Regions from separate parts of the Danio rerio genome. Here region 2 is linked to region 1. A link is a contact called in public Micro-C data. All regions are on one chromosome and are shown on one strand. The core of a region is the stretch at or near the end of the contact, and the rest is flanking DNA. Distances in the headings are between cores, read along the strand shown. Region 1 overlaps glsb (glutaminase b). Region 2 overlaps nemp2 (nuclear envelope integral membrane protein 2).

Region 1 (7,888 bases), core at 3,290-5,789:
GCACGGAGTTATGGTTGCTACTTTGTGGTGAAGAACTCTACCTAACATCTTGCCCTTTTTCAGAAATATATATGAATTGTTGAGTAGAGGTGTGCACCTACACTGGTCTCACGGTTCGGTTACAATTTTCATGCCACTGATTTTATTTAATATCATCTCGGTGCATCGACGATGCTTTCTATACACAGTTTTATTGTTTTCACAGCACAAGAAAAATGTATTTATATATTATTTGTAAAACAAATTTGTCCTTTAATACAAGCAGTCAGATTTATAAACTGTACCTTTAAATACTCAAGTCCAAGGACAGAACAATATGTGCATTTATAGCAAATAAACAAATGTAAATATCCAGCTCGCTTTATGTTCCCTGTCCAGTGAGTTCTTATACCCCTATGATTGATCAATTGCTCAACAGAAAGGGCTGCGATTGGCTCTGATGCTCTGGCGATGTTGACAAATGATAAACCCTGATTAACGGCAGCGGCGATAACAGTTGATCCATGATAGATGCGGAGGCGAAAACTCGCTCTGCAGACACGCCTGTGTCTGTATCCACCATTGATATATACGTTAGATGTCTTCTACCCTGTTGTTGTCTATTGGAAGCAATGCGTCAATAGAGCCGCCATTTTAGTACAGGGTAGCGCTCCTTTGAAATGAATGCAGGACCAAGCTGCAGTGGAGGACTGTGGCCATCCACAGCCAGAGATATATACACCTATATCTATGATCAGGAGTTTTCCCGAAGGTCAGTATGCAATTGGTTTTTTTAAATACAAAACTTATGATTTTACATCACTTTTCTACATTGATGGATAAGTAATCGTACAGGCATTCCTGACAAAAAGCTTGTCTTTGTGTGTGTACAGAAATGTACTATTCACCCTCCCTGTTTAATTTGATCTAATCCGTGCACTGGAACACAGCTCCTCTCCTGCTTTCACTTCATATACTGACGGAGGGAGCGATTCATTTGTGAATGAATCTCCGCTATGAACGACTCCTTCACTAGCCGACAATAATACAAGTTTCTGGCAGCGCAGCATCTAGTTGTCATTTTTCTTTTGCATTGTTTGCTGATTTTATTCAACAAAACTAGCATAAGTCGAGTGTTTAGTGTGAGTTGGTGCCGCTTTGCCTCAAGGTGAATGCAGTAAGTGACTGTATTATCATCAATAACGTCACCCGTTTAACACAAAAGTTTATAACATACAAAAACGTAAAAAACTAAATCTTACCTATGAATTGTTCTGCCTTCCTGTTTTGTTTTCTTTGTTTGCTCGTTACTACGCCTGTAGCAAGCGCTAAAGTCCCGCATCTTCACGTAGTAACACTGTCTTGACTAGTGCAGTTGAATGACACTTGTCCTGGGAGCACTGTACAAATATGGCGGTGCTATTGATGCATGCTCAGGGTCCGTATGCGATATCTAGTGTATATATCTACTGTATGTGTATTCACAAGTATCGAGGAGAGGAAAAGTCACGCCAGCAGTGAGAGAGAGAGAAATGGAGTTTACGTTCATTCTCTCAATCACAGTGAAATAGGGTCTTCTGCTGTATGTGTCAGTGAACGACTGTCCAGCAAACACACACGCAGTGAATTTTGCACAGTTTCTGTGTTTTAAAGTATTTACAGTGTTTTAAGTACTGGCGCTCGCCTCCCTAAGCTACAGCGACATAGCGCAAATGAGATAAATGACGTCAGTACATAATAACCAGTTATGATTATTACAGAACTTATACCTAATTGTCCGCTTCTGCATCACGGTGCACCAAAGAAACAATTAATTTTGACACTCCTATTTTGAGTTTGTTGTGCTACTTTGAACTGTAGATATATACATAGAAAACAGAAAAATCAGAGAAAACTACACCTTTTATTTACTAACAGTTTTTTTTTATTTATTATTGCACATAAAGGCTAAATCTTTTATATACCATTGCTTTAATTGCACATGTACACACACTGACTTCAGTCAACCACATACAGACTTATAGAATCAGAAAAATATCTGCTTCAGTTAGTTAGTATAGAGGCAAATACTGCTAAAATGTCTTTAAAATACTTTACATTTACTTTTTTGTTCAAGGGTTTGGTCCAAGTGAACAGCTTTGACATCTCTTTATCACGATTACAGTTGACTTTAGAAACTACAATATATATTTATTTAACACTTTATTAAATATAACTAAAGACTACAATTGTTTGATTAATAAAGGAGTTTTTATCTGATAGTAATTAAGCTGGTGCAGACGATTTTCTATTGTTCATAATATTATTTCAATAACGTCGTAACGGTTACTATCATCTGAGTGAACTCTAATGTTTTAGTTTAGATCACATGTTCTTCTCATATAGTAGTATTTGTGTAGTTTCTCAAATGGTCATTTTGGGAGCCCTGCATGTAAATACTGCATGAAAGAAAAGTGCATACATTGATAAACACATATAAATCTAATAGGCTGTACCACTAACAGAAATAACACAATGTCTTTGGCAGTGGTTATAATGTTTAAATAATGTGGCATAAGAAAATAAAAACGTCATATGTAAAAAAAAGTGCATGCAAACTTACATTTAGTTGTATAATTAAAATCAATAAATACCACTTTTAAACAGGACATGTTCTTGCATTCTTTCTGCTGTATTTTTAACACGGTTCTGTAGAATACTTGACTCTAATTGTTTGATTGTGCCATTTAGTCTTCTAACAATGCTCATAGCAACACATAACAGATAATTGGTTAATGGAAATGCAGTGGTCTCTTTTCTCTTAGTCAAAGATTTTTTTTGAAATTATAATATATGTAGAAATCGAATACTTTCTTTCATGATTTTGGATGTAAACAAGATATAATGTCACTGTTGCTGCTCAGTATTACAAAAATAAACACATATATTAATTGTTTTTCGGAAAATAGAAATGATAATATGTGACCCTGGACAACAAAACCAGTCATAAGTGTGAGATAAGACTTATGCATGAATCTATAAGCTTTTCATTGGTGTATGGTTTGTTAGGATAGGACAATATTTGATTGAGATTCGACTATTTGAAAATCTGAGGGTTCGAAAATTTTTGATATTGAGAAAATCACCTTAAAAGCTGTTTAAATGAAGTGCTTAGCAATGCATTTTACCAATCATTCATATATATATATATATATATATATATATATATATATATATATATATATATATATGTATATATACAGTTGAAGTCAGAATTATTAGCCCCCCTGAATTATCAGACCACTTGTTTTTTTTGTTCCCCAATTTCTGTTCACAGAAAGATTTTTTTTTTTCAACACATTGCTAAACATAATAGTTTTAATAACTCATCTCTAATAACTGATTTATTTTATCTTTGCCATGATGACAGGAAATAATATTTGACTAGATATTTTTCAAGACACTTCTATACAGCTTAAAGTGACATTTAAAGGCTTAACTAGGTTAATTAGGTTAACTAGGCAGGTTAGGGTAATTAGGCAAGTTATTGTATAACGATGGTTTGTTATGTAGACTATCGAAAAAAATAGCTGATAATTTTGTCCCTAAAATGGTGTTTAAAAAATTAAAACTGCTTTTATTCTAGTCAAATTAAAACAAATAAGACAAATAAAGACAAATACATACATATTTCTCAGTAGAACATTTACAAAATATCTTCATGGAACACGGTCTTTACTTAATTATCCTAAAATAAATTACATAAAAGATGAAAAAAAAAATTAATAATAATTTTGAGCCAAACAATGTGTATTTACCTTTTCCAAAAAATGTTGTAACTAAAGACTGGGTTTTGTGATCCAGGGTCACATATTTATCCAAAGATTTCAGAAAACTGATACATATATATACAGCTATGGAGGGGAAAACACTTTAAAATTCTTTTTTTTTCTGGATTTACAATTTATAGTTATTAATTTTAAAGTTATGTGTAAGTGTATTTTAAATTTTCTTTAAACTACTAATGACATTATTTCCAAATGTAAAATAAAAGTGTTGTCACTAAGAGCATTTTTGACTATTTTTTCAGATTTGTTTATATCAATTTTCAACAACACAATGCCCTTTTTTCCCTTTAGAAGAGTTAAGAAATTCATATTTGGTGAAATCACAGCTAACAAAAACCTCTCAGATATAGTAACAGAGAGACAGATACAAAGATGTGGAAGAAATGTTATCAAGCCTTTATAGAATAAAACCTGTATTAACACATTACTCAAACCCATGCCAAATAAATCTAAACAAACGGACCAATTTTCAAGTGGTTACATAATTTTCCCCCATAGCTGTATATATACATATGTGTGTGTGTGTGTATGTTGTCATTGTTGGGGAAAGCATCGCATCATGTTCCTCCCTATTTAAACATTTAATAATAATAAATTAGTGATGATGGTCACCCTTTATCCTGGGTTTTACAAAAAATTTCTCAAATGAAAAGTATTTCATGGAGCTTGTCTGGTGTCATTCTACACTCCATAAACCAGTTTACTGTTCGCCCTCAGGAAAACACAGGTACAGTATTATGAACACGTCATTCACTCCCACAGCTAAATCAACTGTTTGAAATACATTTACAGCATAAACAACATCTTTACTCGCACACTTACTTTGCAGATGAGGAAAAAGCTCACAAAAGCCTATAAAACTACCGGAAACCACGTCAAATAAAAAAAGTACACTGATGTTGTAAAGGTCTGCTGGGGAACAGAAGAGCGTCCTCTGCGGGTGGAAATGGTTACGTCTCCAGCATCCCGTCCAGGTTTTTCTCAGTGGTCTCTTTATCTGCCACAGGATTGATGGTAGGGTTGTACTTACTGTTGAACTCCTGCAGGAGCGCCTGCACCTCCTGATGACCAAAATGTTTCGCCTCATCCATTGGTGTGTTGCCCCACCTGGAGGACAGAAATGCTCTTTTATTTATTCATAAGTTTATTTTCCTTTGGCTTAGTCTCCTATTTTAAATGCCATTTTATTTCTACAATTCCTCCAGACATTTGATTCATTTAAAAATGCTAATAAAAATAAAATATTCAATTATTTTAATACATAGTAAATATAAAAATGATGAAATGTATTACTATTGTAATAGTACTGCACTATATAATACAAATAATTAAAATTTAAATATTCCTTTAACCTTACAATGGTACATTACAAAAGAAATATTTACAATTTTAGAGATTAATGTTATGAGAAGTTTAAAATATATTCATTACTCAAAAATACCCCCTATATTATTAGCCTTTACTAGTATTTACTACTATTGTGGAGCTGCGCATCAATGGATTTGCTCTTCAGTGTTTGAACTTTTAACATTGAAAATTAAACTTAAACTCTGAAAACTGGACGGACACAGTTTAAATTTACTACAACTTTTATGTTAAGCTGCTTTGATCTAATAATCTAGATTGTAAAAGCTGAATTGTATTATAATGTATCATTTTTAATATAAAAATATATAAAACAATGTCACAATTACTAAGGAGTAACACAGATGAAAATACATGACTATTTTGACACAACTCTTACGCAAAATAAATATTTAAAATAATTATTTGATTATTTTACACACATCTTTTTAGCACAGAAATTTAAATTACTATTTTTATAGAACTGAACTATAAAATACAAATAACTAAATTATATATTTATTTGACCTTAAACATTACAATACAATCATTAAAAATAATTACAACTCTTTTGATAGTTTTAGACATTTATGTTAAGAGAATTTAAAAATATATGTATTACATTTAGATGTCACAATTATTAAACAGTAAAACGAATGGAAATAAATAACTAATTGACCCTTCGCTAAGCCACACCCAAAAACCGCCACCCACCAATGGCTTAGCAACCGTAGCTACGCACAGGGGCTCTGTCAAGCTTTTGAGCGAGGAAAAAAAGCCAAAGCGTTGGGCATATGAATTGTACAAGTCTGACACCCGGTATCCTAAAAGTTTGGACAGGGTGGTGGAATTTTTTCCCTTTTTAAAACCTAAAACCCAAGGGGAGAAATGCCAGCGTGGATCAAGCTCTGTGAGAGGTGCTAAAGAAGTGGAATTAAGTTTTGTTTTCGATATCCCTGACACATTCAGTGATAGACCGACGACTCGCACACCTCTTACCCTAAAAAGATCTAAACTGTGTTTCCTACAAAAATACAAAGCAGGTTATGTTTCACAACTGTCTTTTTCTTCGTTTTTTTCGCTTGATATTATGAGCAATGCTCCGTTTAAGCCTTCATCATAGTAGTCATATTAATAGCAGTCATATTTCCATCTGCTTCAAGCTACAAATATTTGGATTCCAAGTCAACAGAACAAAACTGAGATTTGATGACAATCTGAGCACTTGCGATCAATAAAATTCACCCGCAGCTGTTTTTCAGTCATTTATAAGCCTCATGTCCATGTCAGAGCGACAATTCACTGATGTTTTTGTCTATCTTTTAGAGATTTAGTCATTGGTGATGACATTATAGCAGGTTAAGCCTGGTTTATACTTCTGCGTCAAGTGACCGGCATAACCAACAGCGCATGCAAAGCGCGTAGCTGTGCATTTACACTTCTGCGCGCTGTCTCTGTTGCTTTGCATTAACACTTCTGAAACGCTAGTTGGCAGTGAGCTGTTAAATGTTCCTCTGTGTCGAGTTTCTTTGCTGGTGTTTAGTTTTTCCTGAACACTTCCTGAATGTACAAGTGGCTCAAACTCGCTCATTTTGAGGCAGGAACCGGCGGACGTGCAACAACTTTAACCATGAGGTAAACACAAAACAAAACTTGACATCCGGAGCTCCTTCACGGCACTCCACACTTATAAACAGTCACTCCATCGAACTTGCGCCACTAGCGTGGCTCTTGGTCCTGCCCAGACTCGTCAGCGCAACCAAGCCGACCAATCACAGAGCTTGTGCTACATGGTCTTTAGTGTCTGCTTTTATATTTGGTGTCTGATTAATATTTGCTGGTAGAGAAAATCTACTTGTTAACTTCTGCTATTTATACTTTGATTTGCGTTTTAATTTATTTATTTCCTCCACTTAACTGCAAATTAGAATAGAAACTGGATAAAAAGCACACAAACATACTGACAGTTATAGTTACTGTACATTGTTATGGATTAATGATGCTAAAATTTATCACAAATCCATCAATTTTTCTGTCTGTTCTTTCTATGAATGAAGTATGTCGAAGACCTGTCCATGTGTGTTTCCTCATCGGTTAGTAACGGTATATTTCCTTGCACAACAATTATCTATTAGACTATCGGTGTAACTTGTTATTGTTCGAATATTTTAAAAGTCACCTCTCCTGCTCTGCATGAACTGAGCTGATGAATGGTCAGCGTATGAGTCGGCTAGGCTCACCTAGCTTCAATTTAGATGAAATTATTTTCTAATCTGCGTATTATGTTGTGAGTATACCCCTGTTATGCATACTGCAGTACTTTTTTGTCTGGCTTCTCAGATATCTTACCTGTTTGCCAAAAATGACTAATTATATCCCTGACAATGTCTGACACCGGCGCATACACATTATAATAGACATGCCAGGCACAAAAGCTTGACAGGCGTAACAACAGTACCTAAGGAGGGCGGGGCTTAGCGAAGGGTAAATTCTATTGCAAAATAAATATTTAAAATAAATATAATTATTGTACACTTACAACTTTTAACAATGTTAAAGATTTATGCTATGGGAAGTATAAAACATGAACAATTGTATTATGCAAATTTTAATTATAAGATATTTTCAGATATAGATGTACAAATAAATGTGCATTCAATATAAAAATGCGTTTAAAGAATAAAATAAAAGCATCTTCCACACACAAAGGGGATTGTTTCACCTGAATAATACTTTCA
Region 2 (7,888 bases), core at 2,007-4,506, 210 kb after region 1:
TACAGTCAGTCACTGATAACAGACGACTCACACACCTGCATTGCGAACTGAAAGAGAAACACGTGAAAGAGAAAAGAGCAGAGAGAAGAACTCAGTCATCAGGAAATTGTCATTTTAATCGGTGGACACAATTAACACAAAACACGCCTTGAAAAAATTAAACTCTTTTTTCACAAACTGAAACAAATGCGAGATTTGGGAGGAAAATGAGGCTGTGAGTAGAGGGAGATCATTCTTCATTATCATCGAGAGCTCCTTAATGTAAATTAAACTCGCAGTCATCTCTTTATACCGTTATACATGGAGGGATGCTGCCATAACTATTTAGTTGGAACCTAGCGCCAAGTTTAAACTAAGTTCAGTGGTGCAACACAAAAATATTTAGTAGTGTGTAAGTTGTGATTTAGTGTCCCTTTGAGTCACAACTAGGCTACGCTTTATCATGCGCACTGCTGTTTTAACCGTCTCCAGGTGTTTGGTGGTCCTTCAGGAACGTGGTTGAGAAACACTGGTATAAAGGATGTTGTGGATTTTGTCACAATGCAAAGTTTCCTTTATTAAGTTTGATACACATTATGGCAAGACATTGCAAGTGAGAATAGAAATAAAATTAAAAATTAACTAGTATTCATCACTATACTTCAGCAGTTTATTTATTAGATTAAGAATGCCAAAAATGTTTGCCATTACAAGTTTAAGTATTAGAATAGTGTGCTGAAATATGTAGATGAGGCATAATTTAATGAAATATGAGTCTATTTTGCACACATTTCTGACACAAAATCAGAAAATAGGATAAAATATGATAAAGCCACATAATTCAGAAAACATTGCAAACAACCATTAAAAATGTGGAAGGATTTTTTTGCATTTTATGTTTGAACAAATACTTCTCTAAAAACCTTTAGGATACAGATAAGTATAAAATTGTTAAGTTTGGTGTAAGTCTGAATTAGAGATGTATGACTGAGTGCAAGATAGGAAAAAATCATTTTGAGAAAACAGCCTTTAAATATATATATATATATATATATATATATATATATATATATATATATATATATATATATATATATATATATATATATATAGCAATTGGAATCTACAGACACAAATTGATAACGTTGTACTTGAAAATGATTTTTACATCATACCAAAACTCAATCAAATTTTCTTTTCGGTTTCCCTATTATGTAACAGATGTAAGAGCTCAGGGCGAACATATGCTCATACTTTTTGGTTTTGCACTGAGATCTCAAATAATATTTTTCAGTTTTATTCAAATGTTTTAGGAGAAAACATTAGTCCAGATATTGAATTAGCCTTGTTTGGATGCTCTGACCCTGTGTTAGCGCGGTCATATAATCAGCAAATGTCTATTGTGTTTGGTATGGTAGTGGCTACAAAGGTGATCTTGATGGAATGGAAGTCTATTTTACCACCTCCTTTTCATAAATGGCTGACTGAAATGGATGCTGCTCTTAAGCTTGAAAGTATTTGTTTTGCTAGGGCGGATTCTCCTAAAAAGTTATAAAAATCTGGGTCCTAGTCCTTGCTTATCTTTTAAAGAGTTGAAAGTAGGGCACTTATGATTCATGGACAATTTTACTCTTACTTTTTCACTCCATTCTCAATGTTTTGAGTTTGACCAAGTAAAACTTCATGGTGTATATTATTTACTCTACATGGTGCATGTTTTTATTATTATTATATATATATATTTTAAATTAATTTACTTATTTAATTTTTTTTTGTATTTTCTTTCTTATTTGTTATCATTTGTATAAAAATATTATAGACCGTATAAATGTTTTTTGTTCTGTTTTGTGCTGATAAAAACTGTTAAACATGAAATAATGGAGGCCAGCTAGCCAAGTGCTATGCAGGTAAACCTCATTCCTCTGATCTCTAAAGGTGCTGTAGCGACAGACGCTAGAAACCATAGTCTTTAGTCTACTTGTTAGAGTTACCAACTCCCATGCAAAGAATCGTCAGTTCGATCCCAACTCAGACCGGATTGGGTGACACGTGGGAGCTGGTCCAGAATGGGAGTGAGGTTTAGGAGGTTGAGTGTAACAGAGGCCAGCTAGCGAAGTTGGGTGCAGTAGGACCGGTGGGTACATGTATATAAAAAAAGAAATATATTTACAAAAAAAGAGAGAAGAGTGCATTTGGGATGTTTTCTTGATATTAGATAGAAAAAAAACACTATGAAAAAACTAAATAATAAAAAGTGTTTTTGCCTGCAGTGTCTTGTCTTGAAAATAATAATATAAAAAGTGATTCTGCAATTTTAAGTAGATTGTAAATGAAGGGGAAAAATTCTTTATAGCCTTTATGTCTAACATTTTAGTAGTCATTCCTCACCCGTTGTTTCCCGCCTCTTCCAGGTTTGCAGAGTTTCTCCGTCAAGGCAGTCACATCACTCAAGAGGAGCATCAGAACCATGAGAATCATTACGGCCTTGGCGGTGCCTATTATGAGAATGTGATCTTCAACAACAGCAGCTCCAGCGACACTCAGTCACACAGAGAAGAAGCAGAGGACAATAGTGAAGACGAGATAGTTGGAAACAGTCCTCCAGTCCTAAATAACCTCCCCAGTCCAACTATATACCCTCCAACCATCTGTCCATATCCTCCTGTCACCTACACCCCTCAGCCAGAACCCCTGGATCCAGAAGACCAGGACTTCTTTTGAAACTCAGCCAGGATAAGTCATTTTATGCTTATTTTAAAGAGACACTTTAAATTGCACAATATTATAAGGAAGAAATGACTCTAAGGAACATTAGCAGGTCTATAAGGATTGTAAAAATCTCTTGTTTGTGTGTTTTAATGATCTCTTTCTGCCAGCGTGGGCTGTTATTATATATATTTTTAAGTTCTTATACCCGAGTGATGCAGAGCTGGGAGTAAAGTAACAGCGTATTGTACATATTGTATGCTAATAGTGTGTGAGCAGATGGTGACTCTCAGGTATACAAGCTCATCATTTCAGTCAATAATCTTTTTCCTCAACTGTTCCAGAGCAGTGTTTTCCAACCCTATTCCTGGAGGCACACCAACAACATATGTTTTGGATGTCTTCCTTATCTGACCCATTAACTTCTGGTTTTGAAGTTGATTCAGGTGTGTTTGATTAGGGAAAGGTTGAAAATGTGTACTGTTGGTGTGCCTTCTGAAACAGGCTTGGGAAACACTGTACTAGAGAATGACTGGACATGTAGAATCATGTGGTGTAATTTAAGTAAATCATGCCCTCTAGTGTTGGCTCAGCTAAAAAAAATCTAAATCTGTGTGGCGTTCTGTCTTAAGTGGAGCACAGAAGTAGACGTTCAGTAAAATCTCCAAGCTGCTCGATATTTTAGAACTATACTATGTGGCTTATGAGCATTTGTGCGTACTATTTTAATTCTTCTCATGACATTTGATAGAAAACAAGGTCCCTATTCAGCAGAACGCATCATTGCCTTGATATAATATGGATCTGTTACTCACAAAGAAACTTTTTAGGGGCTCTTTAAACAAATCACGGTGTGTTTGACTTGCACTGGCTGGTGTCTTGAACGTGGCATTGTTCTAAAAGGGCTAAAGTTAGAATAACGAGTTTTTAAAAACATGTCTGGAGGTGTTTTTTGTCTATTTGACAGCTTACGTCGTATGTTTGTTCAACGCATTATTGATTGTGGGGCCTTTCACACTTTCTTTACACCATCTTTATGCTGATGTTTGGCCATTGTGCTCTTTTTCTGGCACATTTTGCACTGCTGTTTGACATGGTGTTTTGTAAGCAGTGTTTAAAGGGATAGTTCACCCAAAAATGAAAATTCTTTGGTCCCCCAACAGTTTTGATGTTTTAATGACCTTCCTGGTCTCTGCATTAAAAAATATATATATACAAAATAAATATATACAAAAAAATTAAGAAAAATAACACATTGTTTTTACAATAAAATAGCTCCTGCTAGCAAAAGAATTTAGTATGAGTCCTTATACCAGACCTATCTTCCATCTTCTGATTTATGTGTTTTTTTCTGCTTTTTTCCCCTCTGTCCAGGCAACCCCTTACTGCCTCTATAATACTACTGTATATTAAGGTCTGGACTCTGTGCAGGCCATTTCATGACTGTTTTAGCTGTTTTTGTCGATAAATATATCATCAATATCTATAATCCTTCACATTTCCAGATCTGTTTGGGTTTTTTTCTTCTGTTGAACACAGAGGAGGATATACTGAAAGATGTTGCTATAAAAACAGCCATTGACTTCCGTAGTATTTTAGTTTTATTGGTTTTACTATGCATGTCAAAGGCTGCTTTTTTACAGCTTTCTTCGGATTATCTTGTTTTGTGTTCAATAGAAGAAAGACAAGCATAAAAGATACATAAAACTACTTGAGAGTATATTTGAATTTGGGGTGAACAATCTCTTTTAATAATACTTTTGACTATTATTGTACTTGCTTTGACCTAGTCTTTTTAAGTGCAAAAAAGATGTCTTGTGTGTCTGTGTGTGTGTGACTTAAAAAACTTGATTATAGCGTGTAATTTGGGCTATGAGTAACTTTGGAAGTCCCAAATATGTTTTTAATAACATTTCACAAAGCCACTGAAGGAATTATTCTCACTTTTTCTGTGTCCTACCAACAACTGTTGTGCTCACTTGCAAATAGTTTGTTTCCAAGAGAAGCTTTGGATTACTATGGACGTTTTTGGGGCCAAAAGTTTTTAAAATAAAGTTGTGAACTGGATCATGCTGTTTGACATTGTGTTTATAGTATACTGTTATGTTGACCTACATAAATAAACACATCTTGTTTTCATATATATGTGTCCCAATGTAAAATTTCATTGTTTTGATATGTTTGTTGACGCATTGGTACTTTAAATTATAAATGTGTTTCGTTTAAAGACTTTTTCCGACTTTCTACCTCCCTTTAAAACATTTTTATGCAAAGAAATGCCAAGATAAAAATTTTAGCTAAAGTGCAAAAGCTTTGAAATACATATTTTTGCCCCGTCTCATGTTTTTTTTTTTTTTTCATCAAATTCTATTGTTGGGTGAACCATCCCTTTAAAATGCATCAACTCATAGGGTTCACGCATCCATGTCCTGGCTTTTCTTTTCAAATTTAACTTTTGTAAGACGACAATTCTTTTCTGAACATTTCATTAAATTATTCAGCCTTTTATATTACAACATTATATTATTTAAGAAAAATCCCTCAACTCTCAACCCAAATATTGTATTATCTTCATATAAAAACGTGTATTTTTTTATATTATTACAGTAAGATCACATACTCAAAACTAAGTAGATATAGTGCAAATCATCAACATGATAGCTTACTTGCACTGTTAACATTACCTTGATTAAGCTTTAACTTAAGACTTAGCCTGAGAGTTCACCTGCCCCGGACCAGGCTAGTTTCCCAGCATAAGTTGCTAAAGTAACTGAGTTTGAACTATCGTAAATTTGATTTATGGAACTAAATTCACCATTAATACATCTGATTAACCAAAATAAGCCTGGCTTTTTCCTCTAAGCTTGGTTTATGGAAAAGGCCCCTGGTGAAGTATGCTGCCTGTATATACGTTTTGTTTAGATGTATGCTTGTTTGGATGTGTTGTACTCTGTACATCGAAAATGAGAAGGGGTCAAGGAGATATCCCATTTAATAATCGTAATAATTCTAAATATTTCTTTTCATGTGATGAGCGAGATTATTATATTATAAATTAATGAAATTATACTAAAATGACAACTCTAATGATGGCCAAAGACTTTTGTACAGTACTGTGTTTATGTTATCTATATATCTATATCTCTATATATAACATTTCTATTTATCTATCTATCTATCTATCTATCTATCTATCTATCTATCTATCTATCTATCTATCTATCTATCTATCTATCTATCTATCTATCTATCTATCTATCTATCTATCTATCTATATCTATATCTATATATATATATATATATATATATAAAATACAGAACATAATGACTTTAACATTTTATTTTTACACAGAGTAGGTTTCTATTTTTACCTTTGGTCAAGTTACATGGAAGCACAATGAGCGAAAGAACATTTTATACAGAGTGCAAAGCAACTATGCAACATCAGCTTCCATGAATATTATGCCGAATCACCTCAACACTGCATTACAATCATGAAATGCTCAGTCATGTGCAGATCTCATTATAGGCATCGACCTTCAAGCAGGCCCTTTATGTGGCAAAGACAAGACGTCAACCGTGGCAGTGCAAAGCAAACTGACTCAGCAAACAAACCCTCGCTAACACAAAAACACCCCGTCAGTCAACAGAACATTTTTTTGGTCCAAAGTCAGCTGTCACCTTTTACACCCCACACCACGGTAAGTGCTTAAATCCTAAGGCTATTCGGTAGTGAAGTTCAGTGTGTTGTTGGCTGTGTTTGCGTTATTGCAGGCAGCGGTTTGGAGTGTCCCGGTAATGGAGTGGAGTTTTCGACTGGTTCTTTAGCCTCTGTAGATGAAGGCGGTTCCGCCACTGGACGGACAGGGTGTGTGTTTTGAGGGACGAATGCACTGGAGGCAGGGCCTTGGAAGGCATATTCTACAGGACTGGATGAGGCGTTTGGTTGCGATGATGTGGATTCATCACCAGGTGGCGCCGCTGAGGTCTGCTGCTCACTTCTCTCCTAGAACAAACATCGGAAAGACGTTAATGTAAGTCACTGCTTTAGGATAAATGTGTTTGAATTTATCAAAAAGGTGAGGGTGAATAAATAAATAAATATATATTTATATTTATTTATTTCACAGTACTCATAGGTTAGTGTTTTAACTCAAATAATGTGTCGCAATTGGTTTCCTCAAACGTTTTGAGTTACCTAAACTTAGAAATTAGCTTAAATTAGCTTTTACAGTATTTATTTATTAACTTATTTATTAATATATATATATATATATATATATATATATATATATATATATATATATATATATATATATATATATATATATATATATATATATATATGTTACATTTGCCATCCAAAAGTAAAATGAGAGTTACAATATGTGTTGGGGGAGTTTATGAAATGTTCATTATCAGTGGCAAGGTAATTTTTTTATTCTAATGACTGAGAATGTAGTATGGTTTCAGGCAAATTTTTAGGCTAGAGGGCCACTGCTCTGCACAGTTTAGTTCCAACCCTAATTAAACACCTGATCAAACTAATTGTGTGCTCCTGGTTTGTTTGATATCTACAGATTGGTGTGTTGAAGCAGGGCTGAAACTAAACTCTGCTGTGCTGCAGCCCTCCAGAAATTAAGATTTACACCCCTGGGTTAGGGTATTACTAAAATCACAGAGACTAAATTGGTGATATAAATATGTTATGCACTGTGATAATTTAACGTGAGCAGCTGATCTTTCCAAATCTGCTGTCAACAAAGGTGAAGCATTAAAATAATAATAATAATATAATCATTGCTATTATACCTGCTTTACATTGCTTATTATATTAACATTCATTAATTTTCTTTCAGCTTAGTCCCTTTATTCATATAATAATACTGTAATTCCTGTTTTAGTAAAGGCAGTGTAAATAAACAGTTCTTATCAAGATAATAAACTACTTTTTATTAAATATTATAGTGTTTTTGAACCATACATATAGTACAGTATATTACACTAAAATAAACCCTACATTTGTTAACTATGTTATTGGGCAGATTGTTTATATTGCTACTGTTATAGATCTGCTATAGAATTACCACAACAGGCTAACTCAAGTACTTTACTATAGTGTGGTTCAACAGCAATATAGTATTTACTATTTATTATGTGTTTTTCATGTGTCACATTCAATCATACATTTTCTTTTCGGCTT

What was found. A called contact is a pair of places that touch in the nucleus more often than the background predicts.
Region 2: a Micro-C map of caudal fin shows a contact between it and region 1, with 6 times the contacts expected there. The contact joins two enhancer-like sites. A contact is called at or near these places in 3 of 18 Hi-C or Micro-C datasets (caudal fin, skeletal muscle and an unstated tissue).

The regions. Positions count from the first base shown.
Region 1 is chr9:42,997,737-43,005,624 of GRCz12tu, forward strand. It overlaps glsb (glutaminase b), which reads right to left. Exons shown (of 18, transcript XM_688079.11): 18 at 3,520-4,913. The coding sequence ends at 4,757. LOC137496497 (signal transducer and activator of transcription 1) reads left to right here. Exons shown (of 5, transcript XM_068223671.2): 5 at 1-2,626. Among named protein-coding and RNA genes, the nearest start is that of stat1b, 53 kb to the left of the region's middle. Within about 2 kb of position 4,540, at least 2 of the 62 cell types and tissues checked have an H3K27ac peak or open chromatin away from gene starts, as enhancers often do. A contact at or near this core is called in caudal fin, where this site is marked.
Region 2 is chr9:43,206,240-43,214,127 of GRCz12tu, forward strand. nemp2 (nuclear envelope integral membrane protein 2) reads left to right here. Exons shown (of 9, transcript NM_001423789.1): 9 at 2,391-4,749. The coding sequence ends at 2,700. mfsd6b (major facilitator superfamily domain containing 6b) reads right to left here. Exons shown (of 7, transcript NM_001328216.1): 7 at 6,011-6,691. The coding sequence ends at 6,425. Among named protein-coding and RNA genes, the nearest start is that of nemp2, 21 kb to the left of the region's middle. Within about 2 kb of position 3,257, at least 1 of the 62 cell types and tissues checked has an H3K27ac peak or open chromatin away from gene starts, as enhancers often do. A contact at or near this core is called in caudal fin, where this site is marked.